Linked DNA regions of Triticum aestivum: all the other regions are linked to region 1. The links are chromatin contacts, called in public Hi-C maps. All regions are on one chromosome and are shown on one strand. Each heading gives the region's core, a stretch centred on a gene start, on an enhancer-like site or on the middle of the called end of the contact. The rest is flanking DNA. Distances are from core to core; before and after follow the strand shown. Region 1 holds the start of LOC123080260 (transcription factor bHLH77). Region 2 has its middle 19 kb from the start of LOC123076450. Region 3 holds the start of LOC123080261 (peptidyl-prolyl cis-trans isomerase FKBP15-1).

The links. A called contact is a pair of places that touch in the nucleus more often than the background predicts.
Region 2: a contact with region 1 is called in a Hi-C map of leaf, with 2.3 times the contacts expected there. The contact joins the enhancer-like site here to the promoter of LOC123080260 in region 1. A contact is called at or near these places in 2 of 5 Hi-C or Micro-C datasets (both in leaf).
Region 3: a contact with region 1 is called in a Hi-C map of leaf, with 4 times the contacts expected there. The contact joins the promoter of LOC123080261 here to the promoter of LOC123080260 in region 1. A contact is called at or near these places in 2 of 5 Hi-C or Micro-C datasets (leaf and root) and 1 of 1 datasets of contacts at active chromatin or transcription factors (leaf).

Annotation. Positions count from the first base shown.
Region 1 is chr3D:529,554,351-529,558,171 of IWGSC CS RefSeq v2.1, forward strand. It overlaps LOC123080260 (transcription factor bHLH77), which reads left to right and starts at 1,888. Exons shown (of 8, transcript XM_044503170.1): 1 at 1,888-3,162; 2 at 3,271-3,483; 3 at 3,598-3,663; 4 at 3,817-3,821. The coding sequence starts at 2,518.
Region 2 is chr3D:529,418,953-529,422,518 of IWGSC CS RefSeq v2.1, forward strand. No RefSeq gene overlaps it. Among protein-coding and RNA genes, the nearest start is that of LOC123076450, 19 kb to the left of the region's middle. Within about 2 kb of position 2,304, at least 1 of the 8 cell types and tissues checked has an H3K27ac peak or open chromatin away from gene starts, as enhancers often do. A contact at or near this core is called in leaf, where this site is marked.
Region 3 is chr3D:529,738,216-529,741,715 of IWGSC CS RefSeq v2.1, forward strand. LOC123080261 (peptidyl-prolyl cis-trans isomerase FKBP15-1) reads right to left here and starts at 1,933. Exons shown (of 6, transcript XM_044503172.1): 1 at 1,764-1,933; 2 at 1,591-1,640; 3 at 294-356. The coding sequence starts at 1,830.

The DNA of each region.
Region 1 (3,821 bases), core at 638-3,137:
AAGGATGTGTCCGCGCGCTGGGCGCACGGCCACCGCATCCCAGGACAGACCCGGACACGACCCACTGCCCTAACCAAACGGACAAAATCCGGGCAAAACGGACGTCCGTTTAGGGTCGTGCGCTGGAGTTGGCCTAAATCTCCTACGCTCCACGTTCGTGCTCCACGTTCGTACTTCATGCCGTCTGCCCACCCGTACTTTCCTTTTGTTTGTGCATGCCTCTACACATACAAGCATTTCTGGTACTAGTATATGTTTTTTTTTTCAGGGGAAAACTCGGGAGGACAGGTAATGCAAATCAGCGAGTAAAATTTCAGAGACAATTTTGAAAATTCCGAGGAAGGAAAAAAAATGGAAGAGAAGACGAACATGGTTTTGAGACCCGGTAATTCGAAAAAGAAGCCATCTCGCAGAAGGGGATAAAAACCCCAATCAGATCAGATGAGATGAGCCTCAACACAGTGCCCGGCGGGGCTCCGTCCAATCCAGTGGGCCGCCGCCGCTGCATGCATCCTCAAATCAAAATAAAGAGGAAGTAGGCAGTGACGATGATTAAAAATCTCCTCGTTTTGCTGGCTAGGCTAGGAGCCGGTGGTGCTTGGCAGCGGTAGGATCCAACCCAAAATACCAAGCAGCGTCGCCTGTCCCCTCGCGCCCCATTCCACGATTTAATGATTGGTTCGGGAAGAAAATCATATGTGACCGGGTCGTACGCTCTGAACAGAGCGACCCATTCCATCCAACGCCACGTGGATCCACGAATCTCAAAGCAGCACTCCTATTTTCTTCCCCGTCAGGCTTGTGCTGCAACCTGCAGCGCCGCCGTATCGATTTGTGCCACTCGTTCTCCGGCTGCTCGACGGCTGCGACGCCGTCCCAGCCGCCACGCAGCGCGGAGGATGCCAGCGACGGTGAGGTTCCCGAAGACCGGAACAAGGTTGGCAGCGCGATTAGGTCTCGTATGGGTGGCATGCCGCCGCGCCCGCGTGCGCTGCCGGCGAGAGCAAGTTGAAGAGGCATGCCGCCGCGCCCGCGTGCGCTGCCGGCGAGGAGCGCCAAGAAAATGAGCAGGAGCAGCGGTAACAGGGCAACATGGATTTACCGAGTGCAAGAAGGCAACACGAAACAGGTGAGCACCAATTCCGCGAGGTCGCCGGCGAGCCTCCCGGAGCCTCGGACTCATGCCAGGAACGACTAGTGTATGCGGTATGGCGGCGCTGCAACACAGGAAGATGGCCCGTTGGGGAAGAAGACATGGAAGAAGATGAGAGTGGTTGCTTTGAGATTCAGGGATCCACGTGGTGCTTGATGGAGTGGGTCGCTCTGTTCGGAGCGTACGGCCCGGTCGTATATGATTTTCTTCCTTGGTTCGTGGATCCCTCGATTCCACGGGCAAGGCCAACGCAACAGCGGCAGCTCCGTCCGTCAGACTATCCACAATGAAAGTAACATATGTAGTAACATCATATATATTTAGATAAAATAGATGATGTGGCAAGCAATAAATGAAGGAAGAGAGACATGTAGTAACATAACTAGTTAGTACTAGTATGAGTAACATCACACGTATCAAGACAAGATGAGTCTATAGCATAATAAATGAAGTGTTGCATGTTACCACACATATGTTACTCCCCACTATAGAGGTAGTAACATAGAGTAGTAACATGACTACTCTATATTACTACCCATTGTGGCTAGTATCAGGGACCATCGCCTTCACCTCTCGACTGAAATGAAAACTTGGAAAATATCCCAGGCTCAGAAAAACAGGGCGCAAGCAACCGTAACACAATTTGTTTATCAGGTTCAGAAATTTCGCCATGTTTGTCCGTGCTGCTACTAGCACAGCATATCTTTATGTTCCCGTCATCATTCACCGAATGCAACGAATCGTCGTCAGTCACCGCCCTTTTAACCCCGCCCTCGGCGAGCTCTCTACGGTGCGGTGCTTCTTCCTCCCTGGTTTCATGGCAGGAAAGGGTGGGGCGGGGCGATGATGCCCATGGCCCGTCCAATTTGACCCATGCCATCCTGGACCTATATCAATATCATACACGCGCACATACTCTACCGCTCCCTCCCACAACCTCGTCCCGGCTTCTGCTTTTCGCTCGCCTGCGGTGGGAGCTTTTCGCTTTGGTTTAGGTGCTTCTTTCCCACCCCCCACTTTCTCCCCCTCTCCCTCCTTCAGTCGTGCGTTGTCACGCACACCAAAAGCTCCTGCCTTTGCCTTATCTCAGCACCACCCTGCTCGCCCGTAGTGGGATTTGGTGGGAGCTGCTCTCTGCTCTGCTCAACCTACTTGCCTCCCTCGCGCGCTTCTTTCTTCGCTCCATTCGTGTTGGTGCCGGGGGCCAGCGTCACTCTCGCCCCGTCACCGCACCGCACCGCACGCACGCACGGCGCTCCTCTCTTCCCTTCCCGGTGGGTGGGTGGGCTCCAAATCCGGGCGGTTTCTTGGGCGCGGCGAGCGGCGACGGATCTTTGCGGAATTCCGGCGGGGGAGGACGGGAGATGAACTGCGGCCCGCCGGACCAGCTGCCGCCGGCGACGGCGGGATTCCTCAACCTCAACTGGGACAGCTCCATGGACGCGTCCGCGGGGGGCCGCCCCTCGCCGGCCTCTGGCTCCGCGGCGGCCACCGAGGGGCTCGCGCTCCACGGGATCTCGCCGCGGCCGCAGCAGCACTACGGCGCCGGCACGCCGCTCGGCTCGCCCACCAAGCTCAACCTCTCCATGATGGGCCAGTACCGCCACCACAACCACCACTACCCGACGCCGCCGCCGCCGCAGGTGGGTGGCCTGCCCACCCTGGAGAACCTCATGCCCATGGCCTCCCTGGACCAGTTCCTCGCCGACCCGGGCTTCGCCGAGCGCGCCGCCAGGCTCTCCGGCTTCGACGCCCGCGGCGGCTACGGCGCCGGCCCGCCGCAATTCGGCCTCCCGGACGACGGCCCCGTCGGCGCGCTCAAGGAGCTGGAGCTCGGGAGCGCCCGGGACGACTCGTCGGTGTCCGATCCGGCGTCGGCCGGCGCGGGGATGGCGCTCAAGGGCGCCTCCGACGGCAATGCGAGGAAGCGGAAGGCCGCCGGCGGCAGCAAGGGGAAGGGCAAGGACGCCTCCGTGTCCACCACCTCCGCCAAGGATCTCCTCGCCAAGGTACGCCGCGCGCGAACAGAATTCCGCTCATTTACGCTTGAGTGACACGCCGGAGCGAGCGATAGACGTCGATCTCACCCGACGAGCACCACCGTCGTCGCCGTGCAGGAGGACTCGGCGTCGAAGCGCTGCAAGTCCACGTCCATGGAGGACGCCGAGGAGAATTCCGGCAAGGGGAAGGCCGCGCAGAGCAGCAGCGAGAACGGCGGGAGGAAGCAGGGCAAGGACGGCGCCTCCAAGCTCCCGGAGCCGCCCAAGGACTTCATCCACGTCCGGGCCCGGCGCGGCGAGGCCACGGACAGCCATAGCCTGGCCGAGAGGGTACAATTCCCGGCCTCTTCTCTCGCCTGCATTCCTGGCCGAGAGGACTGATGATCATTTTCATGGTAGACTAGAATTCATTTCTCATGCTCTGCTTTCCCTTCTCCTGCGCAGGTGAGAAGAGAGAAGATCAGCCAGCGGATGAAGCTGCTGCAGGACCTCGTGCCCGGCTGCAACAAGGTAGAGTAACTATTACTGCATACAATTCTGCACTTATCATTTCGCAGTTGTTGTCACCTCACTGGAGTGAGGGAGTACCTCATTAGGTTCAGACTTCATAGCTCGCTGGGTGTGCCCAGATTTGAAACCCGGAAAAATGTTTGCCTGTTTCAGGTGGT
Region 2 (3,566 bases), core at 1,054-3,553, 130 kb before region 1:
TAAAATGACACAAATTAGCCCTATAACTTGTGTTTGGGGTACATTTAAATACATTTTCGTTAGTGGATGTTAACTCTCAGTTAACTTTGCCTACGTGGCATGCCAGCGAGGCCGGGCCCGCACTCTCTTATTTGTGGGTCCGACCTGTAAGTTGCAAAAGAAGAATAAATAGAAAAATAAAATTGCGCAGCAACTGCAGCCGACGTGAGAAGTAGAAGTAGGTACCTATGTCTATATCACTTCCAGAGCTTTTCGTTTCTTCTCCCATAATTTTGGAAACCGAGCCGACTAGCCTTTCGGTTCAGATTTTTACCGGTCAGACCGCCGGTCTACTGGTCAATCAACTTGTTTCTAGGCACTAAATAAAAAGAGATCAAATACCACCAGTTTCTATAATTATTATTTTTTAGAAAATATTTTCTATAAATAATTTTTTTAGACAATAATACGGTATCTTGGGTGTGATGGTTATTGGGCCAAACCTGAAGGCGATTACTGTAACGACTTAGGATCGTATCAAAATCCATGTGGACTAATTTTTATTATAATTTATCTGCACGCGTATGGCTTATTCAGTGCCCTGGTTTTTACCCCGGTTTACAAAAAAAAGTATTCAGATGGTTCAGACTCGTTCAATAGTAGAATACAAAGAAACAAATTCTTGAACGTAGATAAAACAATTCTGCCGGTTCAAATAATAGAATGTGAAAATCTCTTGTTCCAGACCTTTCCTAAGATATATAAACATGTGTATCTAAATGCAACTAAGCAAACAGAAAGCGGCTCATTGGCTTGTGCAACACCCCCTATGCGGGAGCTTTTGAGATCGAGTTTAGGCAGCAACAGTGCTACATTATTCTTTTTTCTTTCTCTTTCTCACTTATAGGTGGGACCCATAAATAAGAGAGTGCGGGCCTGGCCTCGCTGGTGTGTCACGTAGGCAAAGTTAGCAGTGAGTTAACTGTCACGGACGGAAATGTATATAAATGTACCTCAAACACAAGTTGTAGGCTTAATTTGTGTCATTTTTCAACTTTATGTATGAATTTGTACGCACCATGCAAGTTTGTGTACTAATAGCGTAATTAACTCTTTAACTATGCATGTCTGAATAAACACACTCTTTCAATCAGTCTGAACTCCTCCTATATGTATATAATTGGAATGATTTTAGTGCTTAGATCACATGTATTTCCCAAAGGAATTATCAAATGATTAATTAAACTCCGGAATAGCAATTTCTTCATGTCCCCAAAACTGTTTCTAGTATGCATCAGAGGAGGATTGGTTTGTCGATCAAATTGCAGACCAAAAAGATCTGACCCACCACCAAGTGCCAAAAGTGCAAGGTTCACCTGATTGATTTGTGATACACCTTCGGTGCCCTCGACGGTGTACGTACGGAGAACTGCAGGGGGTCCTCGACGGCCCAGCCGGATGATGGCAGGAACGGCGATGATGACAACTCCTGCATCGCGGCCGAGATCAGTGCCGCCCTGGGGACGTCGGCTTGGAGTTGGAGGGCATCGGTGGTGGGTGGGTTTTCGGCGTGGGTGCTACGGATGGAGCTGAAGTCGGCGCGGATGCCGATGGTTGCCGGAGAGCATGCCGATGCCTGGACGTGGATGGAGTCGTCGCAGTCGCGGCAGAAGAGCGTCCTGGCCTCCAAGCAGAAGATGATGGCGGCGACGGCACGTGCGTGCCCCGAGGAAGCCGAACCTCCTTCTGTGCGTCCCCCGCCGTGGCACGCGTGCGTAGTTGCAGCAGACAACTCGCGATTAGTTTCCTAAATTTATTTAGATGTGCCCGTGATAGTCTCCTCATAGGATGGATGCATGTGTAATTGGTTTCCTAACAGAATGCCCCCGTGATTATAGTTTTCCAATTGATCACGCGTGGAGTTTCGCTCTCCGGTGGAGTACGGTCAGCCAACTAAAATTGCTAAGTGCACACAGATAATGGATTAGATTTATGGCTAACCGTTAGATTGAGTTTAGTGGGCTTTAATCATGCGGTGGTAATGGATCTATGTACTTTTTGTGAGATGGTTTAGAAATGATCATATTTGTTTTTTATAAGTAGTAGAGAGTAGAGAAGTAGAGATCCATCACGTACGTACTAGTCAGACCAGTCAAAAATTGTGGCCAAAAAGCCCAAAACGATGTTGCGTGCAGTGCAGCCACCCTGGGCATCCGAACAAACGCCGAAACACGTTTGAAATTCTAAGAATTATACTAGTATAGTCGCCCCGGTGGCGGAGGATAGTAGTATGATGATGATAAAGAGGAGGATCCCTCCAAGGATGCCTCTGATTGAGGAAACGGGCGCGTAACATGCCAAATCGACGACAATGAGGCGCGCACGCACGCACGCCACGGATTGACGGACAAGCACGACAAACGACCCTGTTAATCCCGGCCCCACGCCACACACTGCAGAGGCACAGCGACACGGAAGGCATGCATTTACACAGAGGAGACGCCGATTGAGAGAGCCGGTGGCGTGATCGCCGCGAAAAACATGCACGGACGGCGAGGCGTTCAAGAGGAGACGGGGACGGAGCATTACCCAGCTGCGACGAGGCTGATCGCCGGCCTGCTGCGACTTGCGTTTCGGACGGAGCGCCACTGCCCACTGCTACTGTGGGTGGATATCTTCTCATTACCATGATCGATCTCTGCCCTCTTCATGTGCGGCCATGCTCGTTTTCTCGTGGATGCTGCGAGACCTCCTTTTTCCTGCCATTCCTCCTCTCTTCTCCAACCAGCCATGCACGCAGACGTCGAGAGCCACTGCTGCGGCCTGCGGGCATCCATCTGTCCATCCATCAGCCAACAAAAAGAGGTAATAGCACCCCAGATACCCTAACTTGCATCCCAAACTTGCAAAACTTAGCTCCACCATACCCCAACTTGTACCTCATGTGATGATTTAGTCCCAGGCCAATCACAGCTCGACAATTGGCAGCCAGGTGGCTGGACCGGCCAGCACACTCACTTTTGCAGAAACCCCCCTACCGTTTTCTTTAATCAACCTGCACCCACCTTCACCTGAATTAAATCCCACTCATTAACACACGTTAAGACGTGTTGACTGATCAGAAAATACTACTTAAGTAGTAGACGGCAGTAACAGATAAGTACTAGATAAACTTTGATTGATGAATATATTGATGTAAATATACATATATAGTGATGTGACCGTACCAGTTAAGGTTGTTTAGCACTACTAGTACTACATCAACTAATAGAGAATTATGAATGCCATTTTGAAATGATCGTACTGGACTTCACAATCAGGGGGCCTCTATACCAGGGAGAACGCTCCTTTGCGGGCGATCGTTGCAACGCTCAATCCATATCCTCTCCTCCAGTTAATTCTATTAATTAGTGGGACCCAGTTTTTTCTTCCATAAATCTCTGCCGCAATAAATTAAACAAGTGGGCCTCAGCATTGCCTTCCATAAATCTCTCTGCCCCCCTGATTTCAACGGGGTGGGGCCAGGTGCATTCCTTAATTTTCCTGACACACAGGTTTGCTTAATAGGAAGATTGAGATCCCGTCAA
Region 3 (3,500 bases), core at 683-3,182, 180 kb after region 1:
GTTCATGTTAAGAGACATCGCGTTAAATAGCTATCACAACTGATTCATTATAAAGTTGCTGCACACATGAGAGTATGTATCGTACATTTGGACTATGTTGTTCATAAAGTCATTGGAAGGAACAGTAGGAAGGTTACAGTAAGGGAAACTCAGTGGCCCTTGCTTCTGAGACTTGGAATTGCAGGCTTGTTATAACTAGCTACAGTCATTATTTCTTTTGACTAGAGTACTATCAAGTATCATAAGTGAATAGGATTGCTGACTTCAGATAAAAGTGTCGGTCAAATACTTACACGATAATGCACTTTAATCTTGTCACCTTTGTGAGCCTGTAGGGTACATGATTCAGGCTTGTACTGAAAAGAGGATGAGCCAAAGAAAACAGTGTCATGTGAAGTCACAGTGATACTATCATTGGAATGTAATAAGAATGAAAACATAACCTGTATACGATTGCCTTAGAACTTTATAAATCGAATGTTGCACGATTGTAGATTAAGACTTAATGAGTGACTGAAAGCTGGGCACGTAGATACAGAAAATCTCACTTTCTAAAAAAAAGATACAGAAAATCTCTACCCTCCACAGTAAGGGTGTTCATCAGCCTTTTTTCTAAACCATTCAAACCATCTAAGTACATCTAAATCTTCTATGTATCTGATAATGCTATTCAAAATTATTACTCCTCTGTTGCAAATGCAGCGCGTATCCTGACTGTCCAAACCCATGAGTTGGCCAACAACTAATCCAACAGTACATGCGTTATGTTATAAGTATAAGCTTCATACCATTAAATTTGCATGCAAAAGCACTTTCCTGTAACTAGTTTCATAGCTATGAATGAAATACAAATACAGGAATTTGCTGTCAAAGTTGAACATCAGACAGGGAAAAATACAGCCTATGACAACTAATAGAGTACTACCGCGCATGCTTCAATGGTATGGACAAAATGTGATGAACACCCCTATACCACACTCTGGTTTGTGGTTGAATACTGGATATTCCATTTCTAAAATAATGTATGAACCTTAGCAGTAAGTACATAATTTTCTGTTTGTCATAGCAGAAGAATCATGAAAACAAAGGTTGTCCACTTCTCCGCTCAGCTTTTAATTTACATCCTGTGTAATATGACAAGTCCCCACAGAAGGGATCTTGGACAGTATTGAAAGTTTGGAACAACATTCCTTAGAAGATCGAATGTTACTTCTGAGAGATATCCATCGTGGCTTCTTGTTAATACATCAATATAAAAGCACACACTGGTTGGTTAAACAACATTCCTTAAGATTACACGAGTAAATTGCTAATTAGCTTCGCCGCATTTTTATTTTTACTAATTAGCTCTAGTGAACAAACTGCAGCCTGAATCTCACGCCCTGTGTGTGAAGGAACAACAGCCTATTTCGCACTTGCGGATCTGCAAACCTCCCAAACCTAGCAATCTAGCATCATCCAACCCAGCCTTTTCCTGAACTCTGCACTGAAGGATCTCAGATCCGCCGGAACACAGAAAGCACACAAAGCAAAGTAATACAAGAGAGCAGCAGAGATTGCGGTTTGGTTACAATCCTGCAGAATACGGACCTTGACGCCGATCTGGAGCTGTGTAACATCCGCGGACTTCTTGGCCGAAGCTGGAGAACCAGATCGAAAAACCGAGTGAGCAAAACCAAATCGAGAGAAAAACAGAACATATCTTTACACGACGCAACAGGTCGATGGAGCAGGTGGAGGTTAGGTTGCGGCCCGCGTTTTACCGGTCAGAAGGACGGCCGCGATGGCAACGACGGCGAGGCAGAGGAGCCACGGCTTCTTCGTCCCCATCGCTCTTCCCTGCAATCCCTACCTGGTCAGCGGCCGAGGTACAGTTTCTTTGGATCGTATACGGTTTGGACGGGACTACAAGTCGGGTACCGTTACGCGTTACTATACTATACACACGCGTGTACAAATGGAAACTTTTTTTTTGAGGCAGTATACAATTTTTTTTGAGCAACTTTTCTTTTTTTGAGACATTTTTTTGAGCAATTGAGGCTGTATACAATTGGAAGCCATCATACATTCGTGACATAACGGTCCAGCCCATTTTGGATTTCGGCTCAATATGGATGGGCCTTGGATGCTAGGGTTATATCTCACTTACTGTCAGGTTTTAATGGAGCCGACGTAGTTTTGGGAGGTTCTAAAAATGATACCGGTTTGTACAACTTTCCATGCATTTTTTCTTTCCATTTTTGGGTTATTTCATTTTTTTCTTGTAATACATGTCATACATTTTTTGTACATACATGAATATTTTTCTTATACAAGTAATATATATTTTTAAATCTATAATGTAAAAAAAATCAATACACTTCATAATGTTTAAAAATATATAATGTCATACATTTTTCTGATACAAATTCCATAATGTTTTGATCATTTTTTGTTCACATACATGTTAACCATTTTTCAATACACATTGAACATTTTTTAATTGCACATAACATTTTCGTAAACTACGTGAATATTTTTTACATTGTATATGTTTATTTTCAAATACATATTTGAACGGTATGTTGAATAATATTAAAAAAATACACCTTGGACATTGGTTTGAAGGGTACAGATATATTTTTCAAATTACATTATTTTTTGTGTTAACAATTTTCCAAAAGTGAACAAACATATTTTTGAAGGTGTGAACAATTTTTCTAAATGCCACTTATTTTAATGGTACAAACCGTTTTCTATTTATATGTATATTTTAAATACGTTGTATATTTTTTTTGAAAAAAACGATGAACATATTTTTGACACACATGAACATTTTTCAAATGCCACGAACATTTTTAAAATGGCCCATATGTTTCTAGAAGTTGCATGAACATTGTTTACGCTGTGGGAATAGTTTGAAAATGTGTGATGAATGCTTTCTAATTTTAAATATTTTTTGAATATATGTATTCAGAATATTTTTAAAAATACAAAAAAATAAAAAAATAAAGTAAGCAAGCCGAGCGAATAAATGAACAAACCTGCTATTGGGTTGTAACTGCGCTACCCCTGGGATACACGGTGCTCTGACTATAGGTTACTAATAGGCCATTAAGTCAGCATTGATGTATAAAAAATCACCATCGACGCTTTGTGATTGTGGAAAAAATAGTGGGAAAGCAAGAACATATGGAGTCCAATTCAAATAAATAAATAAATTGATACTACATAGCTGGGAAAGAAATAACACTGAAAGGGTCTCAAAGAAAATTCGTGACTAGAGTGAGGAACTCATGAGCCTCCAATTTCACTAGAAACCAATTTTCAACATTATTTTGAATAAATATTAAAACAACACATTGAACATTGCTTTGAAGGGTACGAAATATTTTAAAAATTACGTGAACTTTTTGACATTGTATTAACATTTTTACAAATATGAACAAACATGTTTTTGGAACGAGCGAACATTTTTCTATTTTTTTAAATTATACATACATTTTTACATTGTATAAACA